Linked DNA regions of Mus musculus: all the other regions are linked to region 3. The links are chromatin contacts, called in public Hi-C and HiChIP or PLAC-seq maps. All regions are on one chromosome and are shown on one strand. Each heading gives the region's core, a stretch centred on a gene start, on an enhancer-like site or on the middle of the called end of the contact. The rest is flanking DNA. Distances are from core to core; before and after follow the strand shown.

What was found. A called contact is a pair of places that touch in the nucleus more often than the background predicts. HiChIP or PLAC-seq counts read pairs in DNA pulled down with a chosen protein or histone mark.
Region 1: a contact with region 3 is called in an HNF4G HiChIP or PLAC-seq map of pancreatic cancer cells. The contact joins the enhancer-like site here to the promoter of Kremen1 in region 3. A contact is called at or near these places in 1 of 39 promoter capture datasets (macrophages), 1 of 15 datasets of contacts at CTCF or cohesin (the NIH/3T3 cell line), 1 of 484 Hi-C or Micro-C datasets (Th1 cells), 4 of 115 datasets of contacts at active chromatin or transcription factors (the SCID.adh cell line, embryonic fibroblasts, embryonic stem cells and 1 more) and 2 of 9 other capture datasets (adipose tissue and pancreatic islet).
Region 2: a Hi-C map of double positive thymocytes shows a contact between it and region 3, with 1.8 times the contacts expected there. The contact joins the enhancer-like site here to the promoter of Kremen1 in region 3. A contact is called at or near these places in 3 of 39 promoter capture datasets (the HPC-7 cell line, macrophages and neural stem cells), 9 of 484 Hi-C or Micro-C datasets (CD4 T cells, DN3 thymocytes, double positive thymocytes and 4 more), 7 of 115 datasets of contacts at active chromatin or transcription factors (the HPC-7 cell line, double positive thymocytes, effector CD8 T cells and 3 more) and 2 of 9 other capture datasets (adipose tissue and liver).

Annotation. Positions count from the first base shown.
Region 1 is chr11:5,294,824-5,299,428 of GRCm38.p6, reverse strand. All of the region lies in intron 2 of Znrf3 (zinc and ring finger 3), which reads left to right. Among named protein-coding and RNA genes, the nearest start is that of Kremen1, 36 kb to the right of the region's middle. Within about 2 kb of position 2,653, at least 124 of the 459 cell types and tissues checked have an H3K27ac peak or open chromatin away from gene starts, as enhancers often do. A contact at or near this core is called in the SCID.adh cell line, Th1 cells, embryonic fibroblasts and 1 more, where this site is marked.
Region 2 is chr11:5,214,482-5,218,746 of GRCm38.p6, reverse strand. Kremen1 (kringle containing transmembrane protein 1) reads left to right here. Exons shown (of 9, transcript NM_032396.3): 4 at 3,216-3,340. Among named protein-coding and RNA genes, the nearest start is that of Gm25142, 35 kb to the left of the region's middle. Within about 2 kb of position 2,741, at least 40 of the 459 cell types and tissues checked have an H3K27ac peak or open chromatin away from gene starts, as enhancers often do. A contact at or near this core is called in DN3 thymocytes, the HPC-7 cell line, double positive thymocytes and 1 more, where this site is marked.
Region 3 is chr11:5,260,227-5,264,699 of GRCm38.p6, reverse strand. It overlaps Kremen1 (kringle containing transmembrane protein 1), which reads left to right and starts at 3,090. Exons shown (of 9, transcript NM_032396.3): 1 at 3,090-3,265. The coding sequence starts at 3,175. Gm46268 (a long non-coding RNA gene) reads right to left here and starts at 3,683. Exons shown (of 4, transcript XR_003949640.1): 1 at 3,484-3,683; 2 at 2,618-2,984; 3 at 875-961.

The DNA of each region.
Region 1 (4,605 bases), core at 1,404-3,903, 35 kb before region 3:
ATGGGATGGGATGGGATGGGATGGGATGGGATGGGATGGGAGATAGGATGGGATGGGATGGGATGGGATGGGATGGGATGGGAGATGGGATGGGATGGGATGGGATGGGATGGGATGGGATGGGATGGGATGGGATGGGATGGGATGGGAGATGGGATGGGATGGGATGGGAGATGGGATGGGATGGGATGGGATGGGATGGGATGGGATGGGATGGGAGATAGGATGGGATGGGATGGGATGGGAGATGGGATGGGATGGGATGGGATGGAATTGGAGATGGGATGGGATGGGAGATGGGATGGGATGGGAGATGGGATGGGATGGGAGATGGGATGGGATGGGATGGGATTGGGAGAGGTTTAGGTTAAATGTCAACCCTCTAATTCATAGACAAGATATATAACTTACAAGCTTCTGGCTCTGTAGTGGAGCCAGCTGCCCTAGCCTTGCAGTTGCGCACATTTGGAAGCACTGAGTGTCTCACCTCAAACATTAATGAGTATTTTACTTTCCCTTCTGAAGTTTCATGCTTCCAGTCACTGTTGCTGATGACAAGATGTGTGGTGTTAGCAGAAGACCTAGCTTATCATCCCCTTAATCCACACCCAAGATGGCCCTGTGCTAGTTCCCAGTCCTTCCTATAGCTTCCTATCCTCCTAGGGACAGATGACTATGGCAACATAGGTCTCTAAGCAAGGTGAAGGGAACTTGGTGTTTGAAGACTGAGAGGCCACCTGCATGTGTGTAAGCCCCTTCCAAGTGGCAGGTGAACTGTGAGCACACTCTAATGAGGAACTGAGGAATAGTGTATATTCCTCAGTATAGTCTAGGATATTTTGTGCTTAGTGTTAAAGTTGTATAGTCAGAATATTTCTGTTTTGAATTTGCTTTTAAATCTGTTTACCACCTGATTCAAGAGTATTGTAATTTCTTTTCCTTCATCGCAAGTATTGCTGGGTTCTGCTTAATTAGATCCAGATTCCTACTAGTCCATCAGCATCAGAACATAGGGATCAAACTAAACTATCAAACTTGATGGCAGATGTCCTTACTCACTGAGACACCTCACCAGGCAGTGATTTTTAGTTTATTTTTATTTTTCAGTCCCCCAGTTTCTCTCTCAGTAGGCCAATCTTAAGAACAAAGCCCCTTGCTGCAAGAACCTACCCTGATTCTCCAGAGGGCCGCTGAGGTGCTCAGACTTTGCAGGCAAGGTTGTTAAGTCTGGTTCTGCCACCTAATTAACACTTGTTTATATTAATTAGTTGCCACATGTACAGAAGGCAGTGGTCCTTTTTTGAAGTTTCCAGTTACAGACCTAATAAGATCTGGCCTGAAATGGGACTTTGAGAACCTCCCAAGGCAAGGTAACAGCTTCCAAGTCCTCTACAAGTTTCTCTTTCAGGCATAGACAGCTCTACAGCCATTTTTCCATAACATCCTTCATTTACTCAGAAGGATGGATGGAACAGGAGGGTGTGCACAGGCTCTCTTTGAGTTTTTGGTGCTCCTTGTCAGGTGTCAAAACAAAGGGGACCATTGTGTTTCTTGGAACTGATCTAAAAGTCTGTGTTTGAGATTAAGATCTAAGGAAATGCATTTCCGTTTAACACCCAGTAGTTTCTGATTGTGAAAAGACTCACAACCTGTACATCGGCGCCGTACATGACTACAGACTCCAGCCTCTTCTGTTGGTTCCTTTAATTAGTAGGAATTAAGTGGAGGCTGCTGCATATTTTGAGAATAAATAACACTGTTTAAACTTAGGCAGCCTTAACCATTAACTTAACCGCTGGATTCTCGCTGCTACATGTCTCCTGAATAGATCAGCATAATCTTAACTAGGACTTAAAAATCCTTCATCCGCTCCCTCGCTCGCTCACTCACTCACTCTCGGGAACTTAGAACTTGAAGCCCATGGGAGCCTTTGGAGACTTAATGACTTTAATTATGGCAAGAAGTATCTTGTGGTGGGTAGGAGTACAGCTGGTGGGAGAGCCCTTTCTCAGTGCAGCCGGATGGGAGCTGGCAGAAAGGCAGTCATGGGGGAGGGGACTGAGAGGGGTGACTTGGGGGGGGGGGGTTGGCCGCAGGGCCTCTGAATTCTGAACTGTGTTTGTGGCTTCAGAGCTTTGATCACTTGCCAGGGAAACCTGGAAGGTCAGGCCAGGCTGCAGCCAAGCCCTGGAATGAGGAGCCAAGTCAGTGGAGCGGGCAACACTATGTCACTGCCCTCACCTCCCACCCTAGAGGAAGTAACCCTATCTGCAACCCCATCCTCTGGTCCTCTTTCTGTGGTGGTCTTCTTTTGAATTGGGGTCTCTAAAGCCTGCAATAAGCCAACAAAGTGCCTTCCAAATGTGACTTGGTAAAATCAGATATGCTATATGTACTTTTAGAGGAAATCAGGACTGGTTTTTGTTTGTTTTTAATTCTGTGTGTGCCTAGTACAAATTACTCTAGAGCACAGGTGATCTCTCCTGGTGGCTTGTGTCAGGTTTCCCCATTTTTTTTAACATTACCATCACCACCACCACCCCCACCTTGTTTCTTGGCACCAAGTTTTTCTCACTGGTTCCCTGTGTGCCCTAGTGTGTGACCTCATTTCCTATGTAATGAAAAGTTTCTGTCGGAAAACAGGGCCCTTGGTGAGTGTCTTTGAGCCCCTTTGCCTAGTATGACTCACACTTTAGGGCACAGGGCTGTGCAGAATACGCAAGAGCCTGGTGCCTGGGTGGTCACTGCCTAGAGGCAGTGAAGGAAGGAGAAAGTAAGGAGTGAAGGTTTAAAGTCCATTTAGTGACCTCCAGAGAGAAGGGGTACACAAGGACCCAGTGAGTGGGCTGCTTAGACCAGGAAACCCCACCAAGAGAGAGCTGGTGGTGGTGGTAGGTATGGTCAGGTCCACTGGTTGACCTCCATTGGTATGACCTGCCCCTACCACAACCACCACCACTTTCCCCTACATGACCTCACTGGCAGTAGGCACAGGACCCCATACAACAACAGAAGCTTGTTACTGCCACTCTGCAAGTCTGTAGACTGCAGAAAAGAATGGTGTCTCTCATGTTGGTGTTTAAAAATTGTGACGCTGTGGTTTCTGCAGCCAGTACTCCTAGAGAGCCGTGCTCTGTGTCTCAACAGGTCCTGTGCCTTGTTCTCTCTTGCAAGTGGTAGGATAGATTCCATCAGTCCTCTAGGCCAGAGGAAGGCCAAGGGCACATATCCAAGGGTAGTCATCTGGCTAGCTTTTCCTCATTGGAATTCTATGGAAAGTTCACTTTCCTCCAGAGAGAGAAGGGACACAGCACACACTTTAAATGTACAGGAATTTTTTTTTTTTTTTGAGAGCTTTGAAATCCAGAGATGTGTGTGTACAAAGTCCAGGGCCTAAGAGCCACAGGCAGAGCCACTGGAGTTTAAGACTGGCCAGAAACAACATGTGTGCCTTAGAAGTCAAAAGCCTCCTTAGCAGTACAACAGAAGATGGTGCAGATAAGAAGGCAGGTCTTGAAGTCTGAAGTGTGAAGACTAAAGGCTGCAGATTGCAGAGTACCAAAAAGACATAGCTAAACAGACGGATCCTAATTGAAGAGTTGGAGGATCCACAGGATTCCCATTGGTTAGGAGTTGGCTGTAGTCAGTGTTGGGAGCAGGAAAGCCCAAGTATGGTGCTTACTACCGAGTGAAACTGATGCTGTGTGAGCGCAGCAGGGTACTGTAAAGAAGTCTGGTGGCCAGGCTGCCCTCTTGTGTGGGAAGCTTTTGAAGATTGGTGCTGCAATATGGAGCTGGGTGCAAGTGTTAGAAAATGCCATGAAGGGCAAGTTAAGTGAGGTAAAGCTGAGCTCTAGAGGTGCTGCATGCTACATCCTGCAGTGGGAAGGACAATCAGAACCAATAGGAGGACATGGTAAAAGGGAGCAGGCTGTTGAGTTTGGAAGCAGTTAGCAAGGGAAGTCAAATTTTAAGCAGCCCTAAAAGCAATATAGATCCCTGACTGAGAAAGGTCCTTGTGCTGTGCTGTCAGTAAGACAGGCTAGGTAGGGAGAGCCCCAGGGATAAACTAGTTATAACTCACAAGGTAGTGATAGGGTTGCAACAGTGGAGAAAAATAGTAAGTAGATTTGGAAGTTATGGATTGGTAAGCAGTTAAATGTAAGGGTGAAGCAACAGACTAGTTAGCATGCACTACCTTGAGAGAGGAGCCCACGTTGTAGGGAAGAAAGAATTGCTTTTATTTGGTTTCATTTCTTTGGATTTTTCAAGACAGTGTCTCACCATGCATTCATAAACTCTTTATACCTCTGACTGACTCAGACTTGCAGTGATGCATCTGCCCCAGCCTCCTGAGTGCTAGAATGACAGATATGCACCACCACAAGCAACTTAAAACTCCGGATTGAATGAATCATAGGCCCATGGCACCCACATTGTCCTGCTCAAGAAATGGCCCACAAGTGTCTGAGATAATATACTCTGGCCTGCTCTGGAAATAGCTGCAGAAGTTTGGAGAAACCCAATCTGAAGCAGAAAGTTTGTGCCAAGTCAGGGGAAGCAGTCCTTGGGCCTCCAGAACCATGAATTCCCCACGGTCGTCAT
Region 2 (4,265 bases), core at 1,492-3,991, 46 kb after region 3:
TACTTCATTCATATGGACATAAATGGCTGTGGAGATTGATCAGTCATAGAACCCAAGTTTGATCTCCCAGACCAAAAGTAATCACAAAACAAAACAAACAAACAAACAACAAAATTGGAGCTGGAGGGACAGCAGCCGTGAGGATCACTTTCTATGCTTGCAGAAGACCCAGATTCGACTCCCAGACCAGTGTCTGGGGCTCACAATCACTTGTCACTTCCATTCTTCTAAGGGACTGAAAACCCTCTGGTCTCTGCAGGCATAAACTCACTCATACATACATACAGTTAAAAGCAAATCCTTTTTAAAAAGCTATCCATAGTGGGCCAAGTATCTAATTCTGGCAGGGCAGAGATGGCAGAGCCCAGGGGGTCGCCAGCCTAGCCTGCTTGATGAGTTCTGGACCAGTGAGAGACCTTGTCTGAAAAAGAAAATGTGGCAGGGTAGTTGTTGCTCTTGCCTTTAATCCTAGCACTGGGGAGGCAAAGGCAGGCAGATCTCTGTGAGTTCGAAGCCAGTCTGGTCTAACAGAGCAAGTTCCAGGACAGCCAGGGCTACACAGAGAAACCCTGTCTTGAAACATCATGGTTCCACATTTGAGGAAAATGTTATGTTATCTCTCTGAGTTTGGCTTATTTTCCTTAGTTGGTGATCCCAGGTTCTTCCATTTTCTTGCAAATGATATAATTTTGTCCCTTCTTCTTATTAGTTCTGTGAAATTTAAGTTTTTAAACTGTGTTTACTCCTTCCCCAGCTCCTTCCATACCCACCTCCCTTCCTCCCACCCAGCTGTGGGTTCTGTCTCTCGTTTTCCTTCCCATCAACCCAGTTTGTGCTACCCATCCAGATTCCTGGATGTGTGGCCTTCCACCAGAGTGTCTAGTCTGTCAGGGCAGCCCTCCTAAGGAAAGCTGACCCTTGTTGCTCCAGTGGCTGTCAGTTCCAACGACTCCTCAGCTAGGGGTGGGACCTCACGCCCACCTTGGCCTTCCATGCTGGGTTTGGACTAGCTTGAGTTTGCACAGGGCTATGCATACTATCACAACCAGTGTGCCTTTATATGTGCAGCTGAATAATTTTCTTCTTTTGTTTGTTTATTTTTTGTGTGAGATCCTTACTAGGTAGCCCTGGCTATCCTGGAACAACTCATTATGTACATGAGACTGGCCTTGAATTCACAGAGATCCACCTGCCTTTGTCTACTGAATGATAGAATTAAAGATATGCACTACCATGCCCAGCTAGACTTTTTTTAAACAACTTTTAAAAAAGATTTGTTTGTTTGTTTGTTTGTTTGTTTATGTATATGAGTATAATGTCACTCTCTTCAGAGACACCAGAATAGAGCATCAGACTCCATTGAAGATGGTCATGAGCCACCACGTGGTTGCTGGAATTGAACTCAGGACCTATGGAAGAGTAGTCAGTGCTTCTAACCTCTGAGACATTGCTTCAGCCCCATTTTTTTTTCTTTTTTCTTTCTTTTGGTTTTTTTTGAGACAGGGTTTCTCTGTGTAGCCCTGGCTGTCCTGGAACTCACTTTGTAGACCAGGCTGGCCTCGAACTCAGAAATCCACCTGCCTCTGCCTCCCAAGTGCTGGGATTAAAGGTGTGCACCATCAACGCCTGGCTCCAATTTTTTCTTTATGATTGAGTAAAACTCAGTTGTCTTTGTATCACATTTTTTAATCATTCATTTGTTAACGGGTAATTAGACTGATTCTACAAAAACCGCCTATATACTCTGTACTAAGTTGACTTGGGTTCCCTTGGTGTGTTTAGAGTGATCTTGTTCGATTTTTTAAAAGATATTTTTATTTTATGTGTCTGTGCCTGCATGTATGTATGTATGTATGTATGTATGTATGTATGTATGTATACCATGTGATGTCTGATGTCTGCAGAGGCCAGAATAAGGCATCTGGAGTCCCTGGAATTGGAGTTACAGAAATGTCTTGAGCCAGTGTTATAGATGCCAGGAGTCCAACCTGTGTCCAACGGGAGAGGAGCCAGTGCTCTTGTCCTTGGAACCTTCTCTCCAGCCCCTTTGTTAGTTTGTTTCCTTATTTATTTGTTTACTTTTGAAACATCCAAATGTATTGTGAGGCCCAGATTGGCCTCAAATTTACCACTCCTACTTTAACCTCAAATCCCGGGGCTGTGTGCCTGTGCTTTCCACTCGAGCTCCCCCAGTCTCCTGGAACCATTTAAATCTGATCGCTTCACTTTTGGGGGATGGGAGGGGGTAGCAGATGCCACAGCATACATGTGAAGACCAAAAAACACCTTTTAGGAGTTGGTTCTCTCTACCATGTGAGTTCCACAGATCAAACCAAGGTCACCAAGCAAGCAACTTTAACCCTGAGACACTGCCAGCCTGCTTCGCCCATCTGTCTGTCTGTCTGTCTGTCTGTCTGTCTTTCTCTCTATCTCTCTTTAACAAGCTAGGCCTTGACTGCTTTTGCACACTAAGCTATGAACTCATGAGGACCAGCTCCAGAAGTCCAGGCCCCTCCCCAGTAGTTCGCGTGAAACGTGCTCCTCCGGCGGAGCTGGCCGGTGCTCTGGGGAACACGGGCCTTCTCCTTGGCATCCTTTTCTCTGACAGGTTTTTCCATCACCAGTTTTAGGAAACTACCTTGGCTCTCGGTGCCTAACATGTTCCATGTGCACATTACTTCTCTTGGCGAAGCGTGCCTTCACCTGCTTGTTTACAGGGATGCCTGTGGTGTGCTGAATGAGGTTAAAGACACTTCCGGTTGTGCTGTGGTAACAGTGTTCATTCCCTCGATGCCCACAGTATCAGTCTTCTTGTAGATTTGCATGTACGTGGCCAAAGGAATCCCTCCGGGTTTCCTACCAGGGTTCCTCTGTTCTTTCCCTCTGGGTGTGTCATTAACTGAGTTACTGGAAGATGGGTGCTATGGGACAGAAGCAAAGCCACCTTCTCTATTCTAAGACATTGTTCCTGCTTCTTTTCAGTACTAAATTCTCCCGACACGGAGAAAGTAAGCTGGGGATCTGTGTGCCACATTTCCTTGCAGATGGTGTAGAGAACACTACCAGAGGGTCCGCTTAGAGCTTGTTGTCATTTGCCTGTGTTGTAACTCAGGGTGTAAACACTGTGGGCAGAGCACACCTGGCACAGACCGCATTTCCTTCTTAGTGTTTCCCAGCCAGATGTTGTGAAATTCTTCTGTTTTGTTTGTCTCTAGTGCCTGGAAACCTTGGCTGCTACAAGGATCATGGAAACCCACCTCCTCTCACGGGCACCAGTAAAACCTCTAACAAGCTCACCATACAAACCTGTATCAGCTTCTGTCGGAGTCAGAGATTCAAGGTACCAGCTCCACAGCGTACAACTCTAGAAAAGATAACGATAAATTCCAGCAGCCCACTTGTCAGGTCACATGGAAAGAGTAGGCTGGGGAGTTGGAGCACAGGCAGCATTCATGTAAAGATGGGGAGAGGGGTCCCCGGTAGCCTCCTCTCAGCCCTTGTCTGTTATGATCAGGGATGCTAATGACTCCTTAGAGTCAAGCCAAGGCGGTGGGTCCCTTCTGTGGCAAACTACCATGCCTTACCTCTTTTCCAAATGTTCTTTTCTTCTTCTTCCTTCCTTCCTCTCTCTCTCTCTCTCTCTCTCTCTCTCTCTCTCTCTCTCTCTCTCTCTCTCTCTTTCTTTCTCTAAAATGTATTTCCCAATCACTAAGGGTCAGTAGTGCTGTTTTGTATTAAATTAGACAGAAGATCCCGCCCTCTCTCCTTTTTTTTTCTCCCTTTCCTTAACCAAGTCAGTCTAAAAGCCATTAATTAAGCCCAAGACAGAAGGATACCATACTCATGTGAGGAAGGCAGATAAGCGAGGCAGTGGACCCCATGGCCCTGCGGTTTGTTGCTTGTGCAGAGCGTGAGTATGTACTGAGTGTTTCAGAGCCGGCATGCTCTGGCTGCTGGAGAAGGGACATGCAAATGTGGAAGCTGGGGAACCTGAAAGGAAGTCCAGAGAGTGGTGGAGGAAGCAGGTAGATAGTAATGTTATATGACTGTGCAATGGCTGTGTGTGCACACACATACACTTCATCACTATCCTTGCCACACACTGATAACGGGGAGTCTAGCCAGCACTCAGGTCTCCACCAGAAAGCAGCTCTGTTGGGAAATTACCCATTCTGTGTTCAAAGCACAAGATGTGTTCATAACATCTTGTGTAGGACAGAAACAGTACAGATTCATCAACTGGATGAAGCTGCCTTGAAAGGGGT
Region 3 (4,473 bases), core at 1,841-4,340:
CTCCCAGGGTTCCACAACAACTCTAGTGCTAGGGTTGGAGGTGGGACTCACTAGAGCGCTGGCCACACAGGCACAGAGAGTACATCTTATTGGTGTCTCTGTAGTATCCTGGGTGTCTGAAATACCCTACACACACACACACACACACACACACACTCACCCACCCACACACACACTCACACACATCTGAGCTGTCCTCAGCACTGCCCATGTTCCTGTCTGTCTTTGTTTTGAGACAGTGCCACAAAATCCATCTAGGCTGGCTTTGCACTTGAGTAGTTGAGGGTGACCTTGAACTCTCTTGATTCTCCTGCCTCTACCTCCCAATCTGGAGATGACAGGCACCCACCTTGTTTCTTTGGTGTCGAGAGCAGGCCTTTGTGCATGCTAAGTAAACACTCTAACTGAGCTATATCCCCATCCATGTCTGACTATTCGTGGAGTGGGGCAAGGCTCACCCTACCTAGTGTCTGCACCAATGTTCGCTGTTGGTTTAAATTGTCTTTGAAGGTAATGCTGCATTTGAGGGGAGAGCCAAGAGTGTAGGGTAGAGGTCACAGGGCTTCCTGGAGGAGCAAACAGGCTGGTGTTGGGTTGCCTTGCCTGAGGAGGTATGAACAAACACCCATTCACCCTAAATTTAGCTCCGACAGCAGACAAGGAAGACTCCTCCCGAACCCAGCTTTGTAACCAACGAATTTATCCAGTCTCACGACAGAAGCTGAGTGACTTAAAAGCAGGCGCATCACCAAAAAGCCCTATGGCCCTTAAAAACAACCTCAGTGAAGCAGCCTTGTGGAGCACTGGCTTCGGTGGTGTCTCCCCATATCACAGGCCCCTGGGGTAGCCCCTTTATTGTTACCACAGACTTAACCATAATCGTATTGCTCTTTCCTTGTTGCAGCTGTGGGCCGAAGCTCTCTGCTCCGTAATGTCCGATGTCCATGGGTCATGTTAGGCCCTCAGTTAAAAAGGAAGAAAAAAGAAAAGAAAAGAAAAAAAAATATATATATATATACACAACAGTCCCACGTGTGGAACCTGGAGGCTGAGTTCTCACTAGTAAGTGAAGGGTGTGTCCACTGGGCGGTGGGGGCGTCCACTCAGAAACACCTAGGGTTCTTGAATTCAGGAACAACAGGGAAAGCAAACGATTGAACAAGATTCTTCTTGCCACAGCTCTGGGTCGTGTGGGTGGAGAGGGACAGAAAGGCAGGCGCCTCGTGGGAGGTATCTACGCCCTTGGGGCCCAGCTCTGGGAGCTGCCTCCTGAGTGTGGGAAGGCTGGGGAGAACACCTGCCCAGTGAGAGGGCGAGGGGCACAGGGCGCAGGGGTGGGTGTACCCCAGGTAGGCCAGGGTATCCCACGGGGCCAGGATCGCCCAGCCCTGCTCCGGGCACAGCGAGTAGGAACAGGAGGGCAGATGTTCCTGCCACCGCCAAGCCTGGTGCAGGCCTGTACTTGCCAGCCCCGGACCAAGGACTTGAAAGCTCTCGGTGCACAGCCCGGACCTGTCCTGCCGGGCGTCGCCGTGGCGTTTTAAGCAAGAGCAATCGGAAAATCCCCGCTGCCTGGGGGTGTGAGGAGGAGTAAGGAGGCTCGAGATCCTGGGGGGTGGGGGGCTGCCTCGCGGAGACCGAGAATTTAAGCCACAGAACCCCAAGTCTCCCCTAATGAAGAGACACAGCGCTTGCCCCATCGAGTTGGGCACTTTTGTTGCTTCCGTATCTTTGGACCTTGAGGTCTTTTATGGTTCCTATTTTGCTGATGGTTGAGCAAAATACATTGGTGAGATATATATATATACACACAGATACATATATATGCAAATATATAGTGTATCACCCATTTTATACTAATTAAAAATAATTTAACTGGGAGTGGGGACACACACCTTTATTCTAGCACTTGGGAGGCGTAGGCAGGAAGACCTCTGTGAGTGCGAGGACAGCCTGATCTACATAGTTCCAAGACTCAAAATAATAATAATAATAATTTAAAACTGGTGTGATGGCTCATCGGTAAAGACAATTGCCACCAAGGTTGAGGACCTGAGTTCCCAGAACCGACAGTGCAAGGAGAACCGACTCCCACAAATGGTCCTCTGGTGTTACACATGCACCCATACACATACAATAAAAAACATATATGTATGTACATATGCATTTATACATACATATATTTTTTTCTTTGTTTCTGTTTTATAGCCCTGGCTGTTCTGGAACTCGCTTTATAGATCAGACTAGTCTCCAACACCAAGACCTATCTGCCTCTGCCTCCCGAGTACTGGGATTAAAGGCGTGCGCCACCACTGCACCGCTGTAAATACATATTTTTAAAAGAATAAGTTGCGCTAGTTGACACGGATATGATAGGATTCTGCACAAGGCTCAGTATGCTGTCCCTTTGGTAGCTGCAGGACTCCACAAGGAGAAAGAACTCCACATTTACTGAGCCCCCACTGTGCGTGCGAGGTTTCCGTGCATTATCTCACTTTGTACAACCGCTTTGTGGAGCAGACGGTATCGACATACCACTGAGCAGAAGGGAGCCCCGTTTTCTTTAAACCTGTATACATTTATACAGATCTTACGAGTAACCAAGTGGGATACGAACCGGGACTGGAGGACTCCAGAACACGCTTTGGCTAGCCGCTACCACGAGCCTAGCAAGAGCAAGAGGTTTGTTCTGGTTACTACCGCAGTGGTGGAACTCGCGCGTGAGTCACGACCTAGGTAAGGGTGAAACAGGGGTCACGGCGCTCGGCCGGTGTCAGCGCCGACAAACCTCAGCGTGGGGACTCAGAGGCAGGACCCGTCCCGCCCTCACCTGTAGACTCCACACCTCGGGTGGCCTCACCGCGCCTGCTGTGGGGGCGGAGCCAGGTGGGGCGGGGGCGGGCTCCCGCGCGTGAGTGGCAGGCCGCGCATGCGCAGGCCGCCCGGCTCGGAATCCTAGCAGGCGTCAGGCAATCCGGGCGGTGCTGAGGAGGACGGGGCGGCGCTGAGGAGGGCGGGCCGGGGCGGACCGGGGCGGGCCGGGGCGGACCGGGGCGGGCCGGGCGGCGAGGGCGGGGCGACGCTGAGCTCCGTCCTGCTCCCATGGCCGCCCCCGGCTCCCGGTGCTGCCCCCTCTGCCCCGGGCCGCGCCCGGGGGTCCCGCACTGACGGCCCATGGCGCCGCCCGCCGCCCGTCTCGCGCTGCTCTCCGCCGCTGCGCTCACTCTGGCGGCCCGGCCCGCGCCCGGTCCCCGCTCCGGCCCCGGTGAGTGAGACCCCGGCCCCCCCCCGAACCCCCTCGCCCTCTCTCGCGCGTGGACCCCGGAGAACCCGATGTTCGGGCTTCTGTCCCAGCACGCGGCGTGGACGCGCCTGTCCCGCGTTACCAGGACTCTGCCCCGAGTGCCGGCTTCTAACTTTGCCGAACTCTGCTTCCGACTTACGGAAGAGAAGGGGGTGCGTGACGGCTAAAGTCGCCCGTACCGAGTGCAGACTACTCTGAGTCCACCGCGGCGTCCGCCCGAGGTGGTGCTCTCGGCCAGGATGGAAGCTGGGATGGCAGCTTAGTTCCCACACGCCCTTCCTTGCCTCGGAATCCTTTCCCAGTGGAAGGACAAGCATGAGGGTGTTGTCTGGCCCAGTTCGGTTTCTTTGCAGGTTGTTGAGAGCTGATGAGCATAGGACATTGGTGAACCTGCCACTGGGGTCTCCACCCTAAGTTGCGGATTGTGATGTTGCGAAGGCAGGGTTTTACTAGTAAAAGAAAACTCAGAGTTGCTTTGTTTTCTTGACAGCTTGGATTTAGGGGAAAGGCTGAGATTTATTTTCTGTGTGATTTTGAGGCAAAGCTGCTTGAACCTCTGTTACTTGATCTGAAAGTGGGGGGGGGTAACTCACTCCCATGAGCAGTGTTGGTGAACATTAAATGATACACTGTAGGCAACTTGCTTAGAGTGTTCCACCATGTGTAGTCATTAAACGATTTAATAATACTTATTATAGTGTTTCCCAGTTCACTAAGGACTAGACACCTGGTTTACCCAGCGAATACTGAATTTCTTTCAGGATGAATCCCGGCAAAAGGCAAAGCTGGGTTTTGGGACGGCAGAATGAGGAGTTCCCAACACACCAAACCTGAGACTCAGTAGAAGTGGTTTCTAGGTGATTGCTGCCTTCTATGGGACTTCTATAATGTGCTCTTTTCTACTGTTTGTAGTATGTGAACAGGGAGGGAGGGAGGGACGTTCCGAGAGCCAGGACGTGTCAACATAACTGTAACCTAGTAACTCCTTCCACTTTGTCATCTTTGTGTTCAGGATTTAATGTCCTCTATGGAGAGAGAGGTACGGGTGGGAGTGGACTGGCGCTCCTTCCTGGAAAGGGCACTGTGAGCCTATTCTGCCCACACTTGCAGGGAGGTAGCATCTGTTAGGCACCGACGCTTTGCTAGGTCAGATGCAACAGCTCTTGGGT